Linked DNA regions of Rattus norvegicus: region 2 is linked to region 1. The links are chromatin contacts, called in public HiChIP or PLAC-seq maps. All regions are on one chromosome and are shown on one strand. Each heading gives the region's core, a stretch centred on a gene start, on an enhancer-like site or on the middle of the called end of the contact. The rest is flanking DNA. Distances are from core to core; before and after follow the strand shown. Region 1 overlaps Dlgap1 (DLG associated protein 1). Region 2 overlaps Dlgap1 (DLG associated protein 1).

Region 1 (7,030 bases), core at 304-2,803:
GGTGGCTCACAACCATCTGTAAAGAGATCCGATGCCCTCTTCTGGTGTGTCTGAAGACAGCTACAGTGTACTTATATATAATAAATAAATAAATCTTTAAAAATGAGGAGTATAGGGGTTGGGGATTTAGCTCAGTGGTAGAGCGCTTGCCTAGCAAGCGCAAGGCCCTGGGTTCGGTCCCCAGCTCCGAAAAAAAGAAAAAAAAATGAGGGGTATCTCAAATAACCTAACGATGTACTTTAATGTCCTAGAAAAACAAGAACAAGCTGAACTCAAATGTACTAAACAGCAAGAAATAATGGAGGTCAGGGCGGAAGTTAATGGAACGAAAGTACATGAGCAATACACAGAATCAGTGAGGCCAAAGTTCATTTCCTTGGAAAGAAACACAAAACTGACAGACCCTTAGCCAAACTAGTCAAGGGACGAGAAGACCCAGACTAATAAAATTAAGGATGAAAAGGGTTTCAAAGGAGTCCAATAAAACCCAGAGGATCGTTGGGAAATGCTTTAGAAACATATTTCTAAAGCTGGAAAATGTAGAAGTAAATAAATTCTGAGACATTTATGACTGCAAAACTTAAATCACGAAGACAGAAACAGCCGGGTATGGTGCCCTACAATCCCAGCACTCTCAGATCCCAGCCCCTGAGGCAGGCAGTGGGAGACAAACTCTGCTGGTGACTGCCAGGTCAGCCAGGACTACAGAGCCAGGATTCTCTACTGAGAGAAGGTGGGGGAAAGGAGGAGGAAGAGGAGTCGGAGGAGGAGGGGGGAGGGGGAAGGAGGAAAGAGGGGGGACTCAGAGACAGAGAGGCAGTGACAGAGGTGCCTTTGTTTGCTGCTTTTAGCTGCTTTCCGACACCATGGTAAAACAACAAAACACAGCCCTGCATTCATAATTCTATCTACTTTGAATTTCATGTTTTCCTCTAAAGGCTGTTGGCCACTTCTCAGTCCTGAACTATAGAAATGCTAGTGTCCAGTGGCAGAGAGTCTGGGAGTGCTTTACTATTGGACATTTATCTTTTCAGCAAAGCTGGCCAAGGCTAGTTAGAGGTCTCCTGCAGCACGGCAGGTGGTCGCCTATCTCAGCGTCCGCGCGTCTCAGGGAGCTACTTAAACCCAAAGCTTCATGGTTTAATTCCTTATCTGCTTAATTCCTCACATGAGAAATGGAAGCCTTAGAAAAGATAATCACAGAAGCTCAAGTTTCTAACGCCCTGACTCTTTCACTAAATCACCCATGGAAAAAAAAAAACATTTTTAAATTTTAGTGAAAAAAATTACCCCGCATTTCCCTCAAGGTCCCTCTGAGGCGCCACAATCCACTGCTCGTTCTTCAGTATATACCGCCCCCTGCAGGCGCTTCCTGGAACTGACACTCCAGAGACGTCGTGGAAACCAGAGCGCGTCACCTTGGAAACACTCCAGTCTTCCTTTAGACCTAGTTATTTTTCCCATCACTGGGCTTCCATCAGGCACCAGAAAGAGTAGGACAGAACATAAGCGCCTCTTTCATCAGAGAAGAGACAAAGGCCAGTTCATAAAGATCCGTAGAAGAGGAGGGCTCCCAGGGTTAGAAGAGAGAAAGACAGAGCGATTCTTAATAGTCTAGCCTGCCCTGCCCCGTGTGACAGAGGAGCTTTGTGTCTCCCACTCGGGGCCCCACTGCACTTGCGTTTCATGCGCCTTGCTCATTGCAATTTGGAATTTTCTGCTTCAGTGTGTGTATGGTCTATTCTGCTGATACCGTAGCAGAGAACATTTTAACCAGAAGAATTTGTCCCTTTTCATGTGTTAGTAAAATCCTCTTCAGTGATTCTTTGTGGAAAGGTTAATCCATATTCAACAGGTGAATATTATTGTCCTGGCTAGTTTTAGGTCAACTTGACACAAGCTAAAGTCGTTTGGAAAGAGGAACTCTCAATTGGGAAATGCCTCCATCAGACTGGGCTGTAGGCTACCCTGTAGAGCATTTTCTTAATTAACGATTGATGTGGGAGGGTGCACCGCATTGGTGGATGATGCTACCCCTGAGCTGGTGGTCCTGGGTACTATAAGAAAGCAGGGTGAGCAAGCCATAATGAGCAAGCCAGTAAGCAGCACCCCTCCATGGCCTCTGCATCAGCTCCTGCCCCAGGTTTCTGTCCTTTTTGAGTTTCTTCCTTCAAGGATGAACTATAATGTGGATGTGAGAGCAAAATAGACACTTCCTACCCAACCTACTTTTAGTCATGGTGTTTTGTCACAGCAGTAAAAACCCTAACTAAGACCATTATCTTTTTATTCTCTATGACCCGAAGCCCAAGAAATTAGTATAATTTACCCCAACATGAAATTAATACAGGTGAATAGGAGCCATCTTCAACACCAAAGTGCATAACCGGGAAAGCCAGGGAAAGCAGTTATTATTCTCTTTGTACTTATTGATTTAGACAGAGTGCATGTGGTCATTTAAATACTGCTTTCATTCAAATGATAGTGCATTAGCAGATCATCTTTCTGTTTTGCTCGCAAAGCTTTGAAGTGTGTCTCTGCCCTGTACTGTGGGCAGTTACAGCTCATGTGACTTCAGAATCTGGGAAGGAGACAAGTCTCCACATTTCCTAGAAACTGTTTTGTTGTTGCCATGGACAAGATCTTACATCTCTGAGTTTCAAAACCACGGTGTCTGTACAGCTAAACTCTAACGGATGTGTGTGCATTCAACTACATTCAAAGTTGTCTTTCAAATGCCTTTTCCTGGGGCCACCTCTGGTTTTCTCATGTCTTAACAGCCAGTGCCAAGTGGTCAAGGCTGGGACAGTGTTCAGGGAACCAGCCTGGCCATTAAGAGTTGCTTGCCTTCCCAAAGACATGGAGAAGAATAAACTGGAAACACCAGCCCTGTCCTCTCTCCTCCCGCCTTCCTTGGCGTCCATCCACAGCAGCATTGACCAACTCTGTAAAGGCAACCTATCCACAGTCAGCACAGCGAGCTAACCAGGTCTGTGAATCCACTCCTGAGAGCAAAGCTTTAACATCACCCATGCAACACAGACAGACCCTGGTTCTCTAAGACCAAAGCTTAAAGTTTTGGAAAGTAACAGGAGTCTACTTACTCTGGCACAAAATTATGAATATCAGATGCATTTTGGCAGCTTGTACTGTCTCCATTGGACGTATCGAACTGCACAGCAACAACATGTCATTGTTTACAAAGTTTACATGCAAGACCCATGGCCATTTTGCTGAGTGTGTGTGTGTGTGTGTGTGTGTGTGTGTGTGTGTGTGTGTGTGTGTGGTGTTTTGAGTAAGTTTATGATTTTCTGTGTTTTGCACTATTTATAACTATCCTTAGACACATGCAGCTACAGACCCGATGTGTCTAGATTGTCTGCACGTGAAATTGTTCTGAACCAAACTTCCATCTCAAGATACCATAGAGTACATGGAGCCATAGCAGGTGTCAACACCAACATATATCCTTTCTCTGCCTCCCTGATTTCCCTTCCCGCCTCCCACAATTCCAAAGCTGTAGTAGAACACCGTAAACAGGGTTGACATCATAGTAAACATCAAACTTCTCCTCTCACCACTAGGATCACCCAGGTTGCCCTGGATGTCCACACACCCCGCCTGTCCCCTCCGCATCCCTCCCTCTGACGGCCACTAATCTCCTCTCCATTCCTCTGAAGTTTTCATCTCCTGTAAGGAGGCTCACACTGCATGGAGCTTTCTCACGTTTCTTTGTCTTTCCTCTGTTCCGTGCTATGGATATCGTCGTTCAGACTTCAGTCATGGATGGATCACCAGATGGTTTCCAAACTGGAGGCTTTAATAAAGCAAACCCATGTAAACACTCCTGTAACGAGTTTTCAGTTCTTTGTCTAAACTAAGTCCCAGGTGGCCAAGGATGAGGTTGTTTGGTGGTTGGACATTCAGCGTTTTTTTAATAAACTAGTTAACATTATATGATGTCGTGAGTGACCCACATCTGTTGCTGCCACTCCTGTGTATTTTATCCATTTTGTTAAGGATGCAGTGCTGTGTCACGTGGGTCTCATTTTCATTTTAGTGGTGAGTAGTGACCCTGAACCCCTTCTCCTGTGCTCATTTGTGAAGCATCTCTTCGTGACTTTGCCCACACTTTCATTGGATTGTGGTTGTTTAAGCTTTGGATTTTGAGAGCATCATCCATTGTGAGATGGATGGCTCTCAATCACTTCCCATAAAGGACCAGTAGAGAAGCAGAGAGGGAGCCAGGAGAGATATGGAGAGGGCAGGAGAGAGAGTCATGTGATCAAAGTGTGATGGGTTTGTACATGGAAACAAACATTACAGCCAGACCTGTAAATCTGTCCAACTCAATGTGCTAATAATTATAACTTTTAAAAGACTCTTCCCCACTGGATAGCTTGTGCAGTGTGCAGCTCTGCTCTGATCAGGTCGTACACAGGGATGCAGGTCTTAAGTTTTAGCAAGTCTGACTTGCTGTTCTCCTCACATGGATCCTTAGAGCCATCCCGTACCTCAAGTAAAATCCCAAATACCTTCTGCAGTGTTCCTTGTAAAGATTTTCTTCACTATTTCCCATTGGTTTACGTTTAAGCTCAGGATTTGTTTTTATATAGTTAAACTTGGGTCAGAATTCTCCCACCATACTTTGTGTACACACCCAGCACAGTTGTCCGAAAGGTGACCCCCTCCTCTGTCACACTGCCCTTGCAGTTGGAGATGTGTGTCTCCTGGTGCTCCTCATTCCGTCTCACTCTTCCCTACACATTGATTGTTACAGAGTGTCTTGCTGGCTGTATCTGTATAAGTCTTTGAATAGTATTCTTTTCAAAAATCATTTTAGAATGTTCATTTATTGTTTCTTTATCTGCTGTAGAAATATAAAAATGGTTGTATTTACACCTATAAAAGTCTTTATGGGAAGCCAGGCATGGTGGCACACACCTTTAATCCCAGCACTTGGGAAGCAGAGACAGGTGGATCTCTGTGAGTTCAAGGCCACTCTGGTGTTCCAGGACAGCCAGAGTTTCATGATAAATATCATCAAAAGGAAGGAAGGAAGGAAGGAAGAAAGGAAGGAAGGAAGGAAGGAAGGAAGGAAGGAAGGAAAAAGAAAGAAAGGAAGAGAGAGAGAAAGAAAGAAAGAAAGAAAGAAAGAAAGAAAGAAAGAAAGAAAGAAAGAGGGAGGGAGGAAAAGAGGGAAAGAAAGAGACAAAAAGGTCTTTATGAAATTTGGCAAGGATCCCATTGAACCTGTACATTAATATGAGAAAATAAGCATTTCTGATTTGTTAAATATCTTTGCCCATAAGTCTAGCAGGCATTTATATGCATTTAACTCCTCCATTTCCATATCAATATTATAGTTTTAAACCATAGCTCTGTACTTGTGCTAGATTTGGACCTAAGTGTTTCATTTTGAGCTGCTGTGAATGGTGCTGTGTTGTTGTTGTTGTTGGTTTTTTTTTTTTTTTTTTTTTTTGGTGCTGTGTTTTTAATTTCCACGCTTACAACTAGATGAATCCATTTTGGATTCATGTGGATATTATAACCTGGAACTTTGCCTAATTCACTACTCACTAATGACATTTTTGGTCGAGTCTTTGGGATTTCCTATGTAGGCTATCGTATCATTTGGGGGACAGTTTTATTTCTTCTGTTCGACCACTGAACCTTTTATTCTCATATCGCACTGTCTAGAAAGTCCAGCACTGGATTAACGAGAACTGGATCAGTGTTCTCAACCCTTCTTCATGACTGCACTGAAACGAGACAAATCTTTCTCCATCAGCTACGATCTTGCTAGCTGCCACAGTATTTATTTGATACTTTGTATCAGACTGAGGACTAGCAGTGATATTCCTGGGTCTTGTGACCAAATGCTGAATCCTGTCAAATACATTTTCTCTATCAGTTGATTTGATCATGTGCCTTTTTCGTCCTGTCGATATGGTAGGTCACGCTAACTGATTTCGATATGTTCAGCCAGCCATACCTCCATGAAGTTACTTGTAATGTTCCTTTACTGCTGTTGCTGTTTGTAGACACTACGGTGACAGTTCTTGGTTTGTTTGTGATTGATTGATTGATTGATTGATTGGTCAAGTTTGAAGAGGTTTATCAAATGCGTACACTCTGTAGCCATTCCTTCAGAGTAGATCTGCTGGTAACCAATACTTATTTTTCCTTTGCCTGAGAATGCCTTTGCTTCTTTTTTCATTCTCGGGGGTAGATTTTATGGATGTTAAAAATTGGGGGCAACAGTTCTTTTTCTTCAGCATTTGAAAATGAGTATGCATTTCCTTCTCACAGCCATGGCTCCAGAATACAAATCTATGTCACCAGAGCTGGTTTGCCCCCTAAAGCAGGGTGTCAGTCTTCTTTGGTTGTGTCTACCTGCTTTCTTTGTCCTTGGGTTGGGGCTGCTGAGGTGTAATGTCTCACCATAAATCCCTCCATGACTGTTCTGCTTGGAGCTAACTCGACTTCTTGTTTCCATGGTTTTGCATCTCGATGAGTTCAGAGCGTTTAGCTGTTTTGAATGCTTTCTAGGCACATTTTTAAGAAGTTTTTTCCTTTTAACAATGTCTTGCAGTATTGTCGACCTAAGCCCCTGTTGCCCTCCTCCATCCCCTACCACTCCTGCTAAGCCCCTCTTTTCCATAAAGACTGTAAACTATGCCCCCCAAAAGTCTTAGGACAGAAAGGCCAATCTTTCCTTAGAGCCCCACCGGTTGAAGAATCTCAAAGACATCTGGTTTTAGTTTATTTTGTCTATTCAGATTGGGTGATTTCCTCCACTCTATCTCCCAGGACTTTGGCTCTTTTCTCTCCATTTCTATCCTGCTGCTGAAGCCACCTTCTAAGATTTGGGGTTCAGTTGCTTAATTTTTTTTCAGTTCTGAAACTTATATTTGATTCCTCTTTTTATCTATTTGTTAGCCAAGATTGTCTGATTAATTTGATGGAACATTTTCTTTTTCTTTTTTTTTTTTCATTTTGAAACAAATGAAACATTTGAAACAATGTG
Region 2 (7,082 bases), core at 584-3,083, 53 kb after region 1:
GTGTAATGGTAAATGGAGCTAGAGAGGTGACTCAGTGATGAAGAGCACGCACTCGCGAGCACACACACATACACACACGCACACACATGCACACACACACGCACGCACATGTTCATACATGCAAGTGTAATGGTAAATGGAGCTAGAGAGGTGGCTCAGTGATGAAGAGCATTGGCTACCCTTGCAGAGGACTTGAGTTTTGTTCCCAGCACATATGTGACAGCTCACAATCACCTGTATCTCCAGTGCCAGGGGATCCAGTGCCCTCTTCTGGCCTCCAAGAGCATCAGGCACAGACATATATCCAGGCAATCACAGGCATAAAATAAAAATAGTAAAATCATTAACGCAAGTGTAGAGGTCCCCTGGATGTGTCTGCTCCTGTAACAGAAAGTCACAAACCGGCCTTCTCTGCATGTTTGTCCTGCCCAAAGCCAAGGTAAGTGGTTCCTGCTTTCGGCTGCTCCACTTAAATCCTAGGCCAGACCTTGTTTCCAATAGTCCTCCCAGAATTTTAGAACTTCACAATCTCCCCTAAAGAATGAGGTAGATAGGGGTGCTTGTGAGCATTCCCCAAACTATGTCTCAAGAGGCCATGATGCATTTTAGACTCAAAAAAAAAAAAAACCAACCTCATGGTCATCCTATGCTGTAAACCTCTTAGGAAGTAGGAGGTCATATCCTTGTTACCTTACTGAAGGCTCTTAAGAATTGTCTTTTGGGGGCTGGAGAGATGGCTCAGCAGTTAAGAGCGCCAATTGCTCTTCCAGAGGTCCTGAGTTCAATTCCCAGCAACCACATGGTGGCTCACACCCATCTGTATGCCCTCTTCTGGTGTGTCTGAAGACAGCAACCGTGTGCTTACATAAATAAATTTTAAAAAAGAGAGAGAAAGAATTGTCTTTCTAATTCTTCCATAATTTTTCAAGTTGCTTTAACTACAAAATTAATTAATTTTTTTTCTTTTTGCTTGTTTATATCTTACCACCTTTTCTGTTTCTCAAGGGCATGACTTTACAAACACACACACACACACACACACACACACACAAATGATATTTGAACATGATCATGCCACACTGCCTGGTGCATTTGTGTGAGCCCTGGAAAGTAGACCTTTCTGTCCATCACACATGTTTTGGGTTGCTGAGGCTAGGAGCAATTCTCAGCATATATCAGCTTTCCATTGAAACCATGGTCACCTTTCTTCTTAGTCACACCATTTAAAGAAGGGAAAAGATAGGTCTGCTTTCAAAGGACATACAATATGTGTTGCCTGATGATCACAGAGACAAAGATTATTGAGAGGGCCACCAAGGCGAGGGCAAGCTGACCCTGGGAAATCTAAAATTACATTTCTCAACTCCATCAACAGTCCAGCGCAGGACAGGTCAGATTCATCGGCAAGGCTTGTAACTTCGTTGCTCCAGACGATGAAAAGGCTTGTTGTTCAAGGATATCAATTATAGCCTGAGGTTTGGGAGTAATTTGGTTTGAACGTGAACAGAGAGATAAATAAATGTATTTAAATTCTTCCTCGAAACCACAGAACTGACTTTACAGAACACACAGCAGTAAGCGATACAAGGGACCTGCATCAAAGTGTCTTTTGTAGTTTAGTGGACACTGTCCAAGGCTGTATCCTATAAAAATATCATTCACAAGGGAGCTTAAACATGGGGTTAGACCTTAAAAAAGAAACTGTGTATGGGGGGAAGTAGGAAGCCAGAGTAAGGAGGAAGCTTCCTAACAGAGTAGAAGCCAAATTCAGGGTCCTAAACGGCAGTGTTTGTGGTGTAGACTGTTTATGATTAGCATGTCTCTATAGTAAACAGGAATTTTCAGTAGGAAAGGACCTTGGAAAGCTCCAAACATCACAGAGAAGGCTGCAGGAAGGGAAGGAGGGGGCATGTGGCCTTCATCGGCAAAGTGTCTGTGGGGGAGGGAACACAGACAAAGCCAGATGTTTCCCACTCTGCAGCCATTTGCCAGCCTGCCTAAAGACAGACCTTTCTCAGTTTTAGTTTGCTCTGTCCTTTTTTTTTTTAATCTAAAATCTAAGAATTATATCTGATGAAAAAATACAAATATTATCAATAGTAACATCCAAAACTTTACGGGGATATTTTCCACAGCTTTTATACAGTTTTCTGTTCTCTTTCTATAGCTTTTCAGCATTCAATTCCTCTTGTTGTTTTCTTTGGATGGTTGAAGTTACCTCCTTCCTCAGGCCACCCTCTCTCTGCTTCCCTTTATGATGCTAGTATAAGCTTTGCATCTCAACTTTGTCTGATTTTAGATCGTTGGGCTTCTTGTGTATGAACCAAGGGGGTTAGCATTTGGTAACAAATAATTCTGTGTAAGGATATGGCTACATTGTAAAAGTCTGTAAGGGATGGGGTCATCATAACAATGGTTATTGTTACACGGCTGCTACTTAGTCGGGTTTGCTTCGGACTCACTGTTAATTTCTAGCTACAGTGTAAGTACTTTGTATTTTTAAGAGTACTTCTTCATTGTGATGATTTTATGTAATTTATTAACAAGGTCTGATATGTTCAAAGCCTATCGACCAAGAGCATAGTTCAGTGGGTAGAGCACTTAACCAGCACGCACAGAGCCCTGGTTCTCATCCCTACAGGTGGAATAGCACAGCCTTATAAGCTCGCACTCCAGAGTGGAAGCAGGAAGATCAGAAATTCAAAGTTACGTTCAGCTACGTAGTAGCTTCAACACCAGCCTGGGCTATAGGAGACCCTCTTGAAAAAAAAAAAAGTTAAACTAAATTAAAGTAAGATAAAAAGCCAGGCATAGTGACTTAAACAACTTTAACCTCAGCACTCAGCACTGAAGCAGGTAGAGCTCTATAAGTTTGGGGCCAACCTACTCTTGGCCAGACAAGGAGAGACCATAGGGAGACCCTGCCTTGAAAAGAAATAAATCGATCATAATGGTGACAATGTAAGATAAAACCCAACTCCTCATTTTAGAAAGCAAATATTCTTTGTCCTTGATCCTTTTAAGCTGAGACAAAACTCTTGTCAGCTCTGATAGTATCAGCATCATGTTGAATCTGAAGCAACTAATGAAGAATTGTACCAAATTAGTTAGTTCTGCTGCTGAGTTCCCTACATGTGTTTATGTTTTTGGCATTGGTATTCCTTTTCTTTGTGAGAGGTCTGGTGTGTGTGTGTGTGTGTGTGTGTGTGTGTGTGTGTGTGTGTGTGTGTGTGTGTGCTTGTGCATGCACACACAAATGCACATACATGCTCATGTGTGTGTCCAGAGGGAGTGGGGAAGAAGAAGAGAGTTCTATGGTGCTTGAATCAAATCCACAGCCTTATCCTTGCAAGACAAGACATTCTAGCAACTGAACTACATCCCTAGTCACATCATTTATCATCTTAAACCACCTAGCCCCTTAATCTAGAGAAAACATGATAAGATAATCAAGAGAAAAGTCTTCCTAAACGGGCATCCACAATCTGAGGCATACCAAAGTGAGTCGAATGTGAGTTTGAGAGTGGAGCCTCTATTGGCTTCCTACTGTGACTGTGATACAGTTCACAGAAGTGGTACCTGAAAACAGCACTAATGGATTGTTGTAGAGCACTCAAAGGTCAAGAAGTCTGATGTATTCTCTGGAGACTGATATCATGATAGCAAGGGGGTTACATTCCCTCTGTGTAAAAGCATCTTTCACTGACCTGATGTCATCTCTAAGACTTACTGCCTCTGACTGCTAAAGCCTAGTCCTAGAAGCTTCCAGCCTCCGTACAATCTAATCTAGGCCTAGAATGATTTCAGCCTCTGAGACTTACTACTGAATAAGCTCACCCTTCCTAATTATTTCTGAGCTCTGGCTGGTTGGTTCAACTCGGCTGTTCTGGCTCAAACCACTCTCCAATCTGGCTTCTCTCTCAGCGTCTCCTGAAGGTTTGCTCTACTTGGCCTCAGACTAACTCTGGCAATCCGTTCTGATCTTCTGGATCCTTCTAGCGCTTTCTCATTTCTATGGCTGGTTTTTATCTTCACCTATGTCTAACTTGTTCTCTTTTTGACCTGTCTCTGTAAAACTCTCCTGATAAAACTCCCTCCCCCCTCCCTCTCCCTCTCCCTCTCCCTCTCCCTCTCCCTCTCCCTCTCCCTCTCCCTCTCCCTCTCCCTCTCCCTCTCTCTCAAGTAGCCTCTCTTTTCTCTGTGTCCTTATAAGAGCCAACCCTGTAAGGGTCCTATTCTGTCAAATCTTTCTCTGATTCGTCACTTTTTCTGTCACTCAATTAGACATCCCTTTGAAGCATGGGTGCTTCCTTCTACAAACTAACTTTACTTTCATTGGATTTCATGGGCTTGAAGGTGCGTACTAAGGATGTGTCTGTATTCTAGCCAGAGGGATTAAAGTTGTGTGCCACACCACAAGTAGAAACAGGTATTGTTTCCTGCAAACAACACAATCTCGGGGTTCACAGAGTGACCGGATATCCTGTAGCTCCTTTGAAGACCTTTCCTTTCCTAAGTTCGTGGCCTCTTTCCACTCTCAAAGCCAGTCACAGCCAAGTGACCTGATGCTTGGACACCAACTCTCTGGCTTCACTCCCTTCCTATCTGAGGATCTCTGAGTTAAGGTTAGATCCACCCCTATAATCCAAGATCTTTTCCCCATCTCAAGATCCTTAATTGTTTCTCCAATGTCCCTTTTGCTAGATGACATTTACAGTCGCAGGGGTAAAACTCTAACAACTTTGTATACTTGACTCTGATTCCCATAGAACTCATGGCACATGTATCTATGCAGGGTCCCAGATTCTGAGCACTGACACTTTTCTTTGATCTTGCCTGGCTGTCTGTTCCTTCAGAGGCAACTAGTTTCTTGCCGAAGCTGTAGGGAACAAAAACATTTGCAGGGAAGAAACACTTCCATGTAAAATCCTCAGGGATAACCAACACTGATAGAAGGGAGCAGTGCATTTGCTCCTTAATCTACAAAAATGGATAAAAAGATGGAATTATTATTACTATGATGGATATTACTATTGTTAACATATTCTTTAAAACATACTATAAGGGGCTCGGGAGATGGCTCAGAGGGTGAGTGCACTTGTCACACATGCAAGTGGGCTTGAGTTTTGAATCTGCACTACCCACATAAAAACCAAAGCATGACCTTATGTGCCTGGAGCCACAGTTATCTGGGGAGCGGAGATGGGCAAATCACAAGAGTTCAATGGCCGAACAACCTGGCTGAAACAGGGAGCTTAGGGAAGACACCCAGTGTCCTTCTCGGGTCTGCCACATAGAGGTGCACAGTACACATACAGCAACCAATGCCAACTGCAGTAAAAATGTTACAACGTTGACAGTGTGCTTTGCCATAGTTTTCAAAGGAGTTGCATGAATAGTCATGTCTATGCTTCGTTGATCACGGTTTGAACTTCCGGGTTGGTTTGGAAAAGGGCCTCATCTTTCAACCACGTGATCAGGCTCCCAAGAAACACCCTGCACAGCTTCCCCAGCTCAGCTTGTCATCAGATAGTGACAGGGAGCTTGAAGCAAGTATTTCTCACTACACAAAGAGCTCTTACACTCTGGCTTTGCAGCGTGAGACCAGAAAGTAAAGAAACACAGTTTCCTGTCTTCCCACCTCCCTTCTCTGCTTCCTGATGCGTCCTGCCCTCATTCGATTCTTCTCCAAGTGTTAAGTATTCAAAGAAACCTCGTCAAGACAACTAGATAAAAAAAGGCAAGGAAGACAGTTAATACTTACAGGGTTACACAGTCTTCTGGACAACGTTGTCTTTGCTTCAAATGATCAGAGGGAAAAATCAATGTTTTAGAAATAAGGACAAAGCTCTCATACGATGGCTACCAGAATACTCAGCGTTACGACTAGCATGTGGTTGCAGCTTCCTTGTGTGGCTGACCCTTTGAAGGCTTCCACTGCATTCAGATTCTTCCTTTATTTTGTCAAATTGTGCTCTCTGTCCTCCTTTGGAGGTTAGCGTATTACGATATGAATAATACCTCCTTACCCTTTCACATAGAAGTGGCCCAAGGAAAGTTCTCTTCCACCAGACTCTCAGCAACTTTTCCCCTAAAGAGAATGATCTGTTGTAGTCATGATGTGTTTGCACACTGTGTAACGTTTACCCATGGGTTATTCAAACGTCGACTCCTCTGACTTTATATCTTGTCTCAATCCGGACACGCCATTATAATGCATATACCGAGAATCTCCTATCTCAGGTTTGTGTAAGCAGTTCTTACCATTTATTCTCTGACTTGTCAATAAAGGCTGATCACCCAGTGGCTGGGCAGAATAGAGAAATAGGGCAGGATGTCTGCCAGTCAGGAGAGGGAGAGAGGGAGGGAGGGAGGGAGAGAGGGAGAGAGGGAGGAAGAGAGATTGAGAATATCAAGGAGGATGGAGGGTTTGGAGCCATGAGGGTGGGGTCCAGAGAGAGAGAGAGAGATCGTGGAAACACACCTGAAGCCCAAAGAGCCAGATCAATAATAATATGCAGGTATCGTGGGATGGGGTTGGGAGGTAGCCAGAAAAGAGGTTAAGGTAGGTCACTTAACTGCTCAGCTATTAAGGTCCAATTTTAAATAAACCTTGGTTTCTCCATGTAGTTATTGGGATAAAAACAATTACAGCTGCTGGCTTAATTTGCTGCTACATTTATATTAGAGATAATACATTAACACCCTGCTTCTCTAGGCTCTGTCTAGTCTTTCTCAGGGAATGTGTCCAGCTACTTTGAAGAGGATGTTCCCAACTCCATGGCCATTCCTTCTTCCTCTACTCGTAGTATAAGCCTGAGCACAGTTAAACCACCATACTAGACCACTCTGTGGATACAAAGAAATGTTTATCAGTGATCAAAATGCCAAGGCCATCTTTCTAGGGACAGAGAGAAGAGCAGAATGGTGGGAAAGCAAGAGGTTCTATAGTAAATGAGCTGACCTGGGCTGCTAGGATCAACTGGAAACTAGATGCCCTGTGCCCGAGGCAGTTGACTTTCGGGAAAATTAAAAGATCCTGGTAGACAGGAGCCACCTGTATGCTTGTCCACCCAATAATA

What was found. HiChIP or PLAC-seq counts read pairs in DNA pulled down with a chosen protein or histone mark.
Region 2: a contact with region 1 is called in an H3K27ac HiChIP or PLAC-seq map of oligodendrocytes, with 4 times the contacts expected there. The contact joins two enhancer-like sites. A contact is called at or near these places in 1 of 12 Hi-C or Micro-C datasets (the Rat2 cell line) and 1 of 1 datasets of contacts at active chromatin or transcription factors (oligodendrocytes).

The regions. Positions count from the first base shown.
Region 1 is chr9:117,979,693-117,986,722 of GRCr8, forward strand. All of the region lies in intron 4 of Dlgap1 (DLG associated protein 1), which reads left to right. Among named protein-coding and RNA genes, the nearest start is that of Tgif1, 220 kb to the right of the region's middle. Within about 2 kb of position 1,554, at least 32 of the 93 cell types and tissues checked have an H3K27ac peak or open chromatin away from gene starts, as enhancers often do.
Region 2 is chr9:118,032,533-118,039,614 of GRCr8, forward strand. All of the region lies in intron 6 of Dlgap1 (DLG associated protein 1), which reads left to right. It overlaps LOC102555426 (a long non-coding RNA gene), which reads right to left. Exons shown (of 7, transcript XR_010055090.1): 5 at 235-7,082. Among named protein-coding and RNA genes, the nearest start is that of Tgif1, 170 kb to the right of the region's middle. Within about 2 kb of position 1,834, at least 1 of the 93 cell types and tissues checked has an H3K27ac peak or open chromatin away from gene starts, as enhancers often do.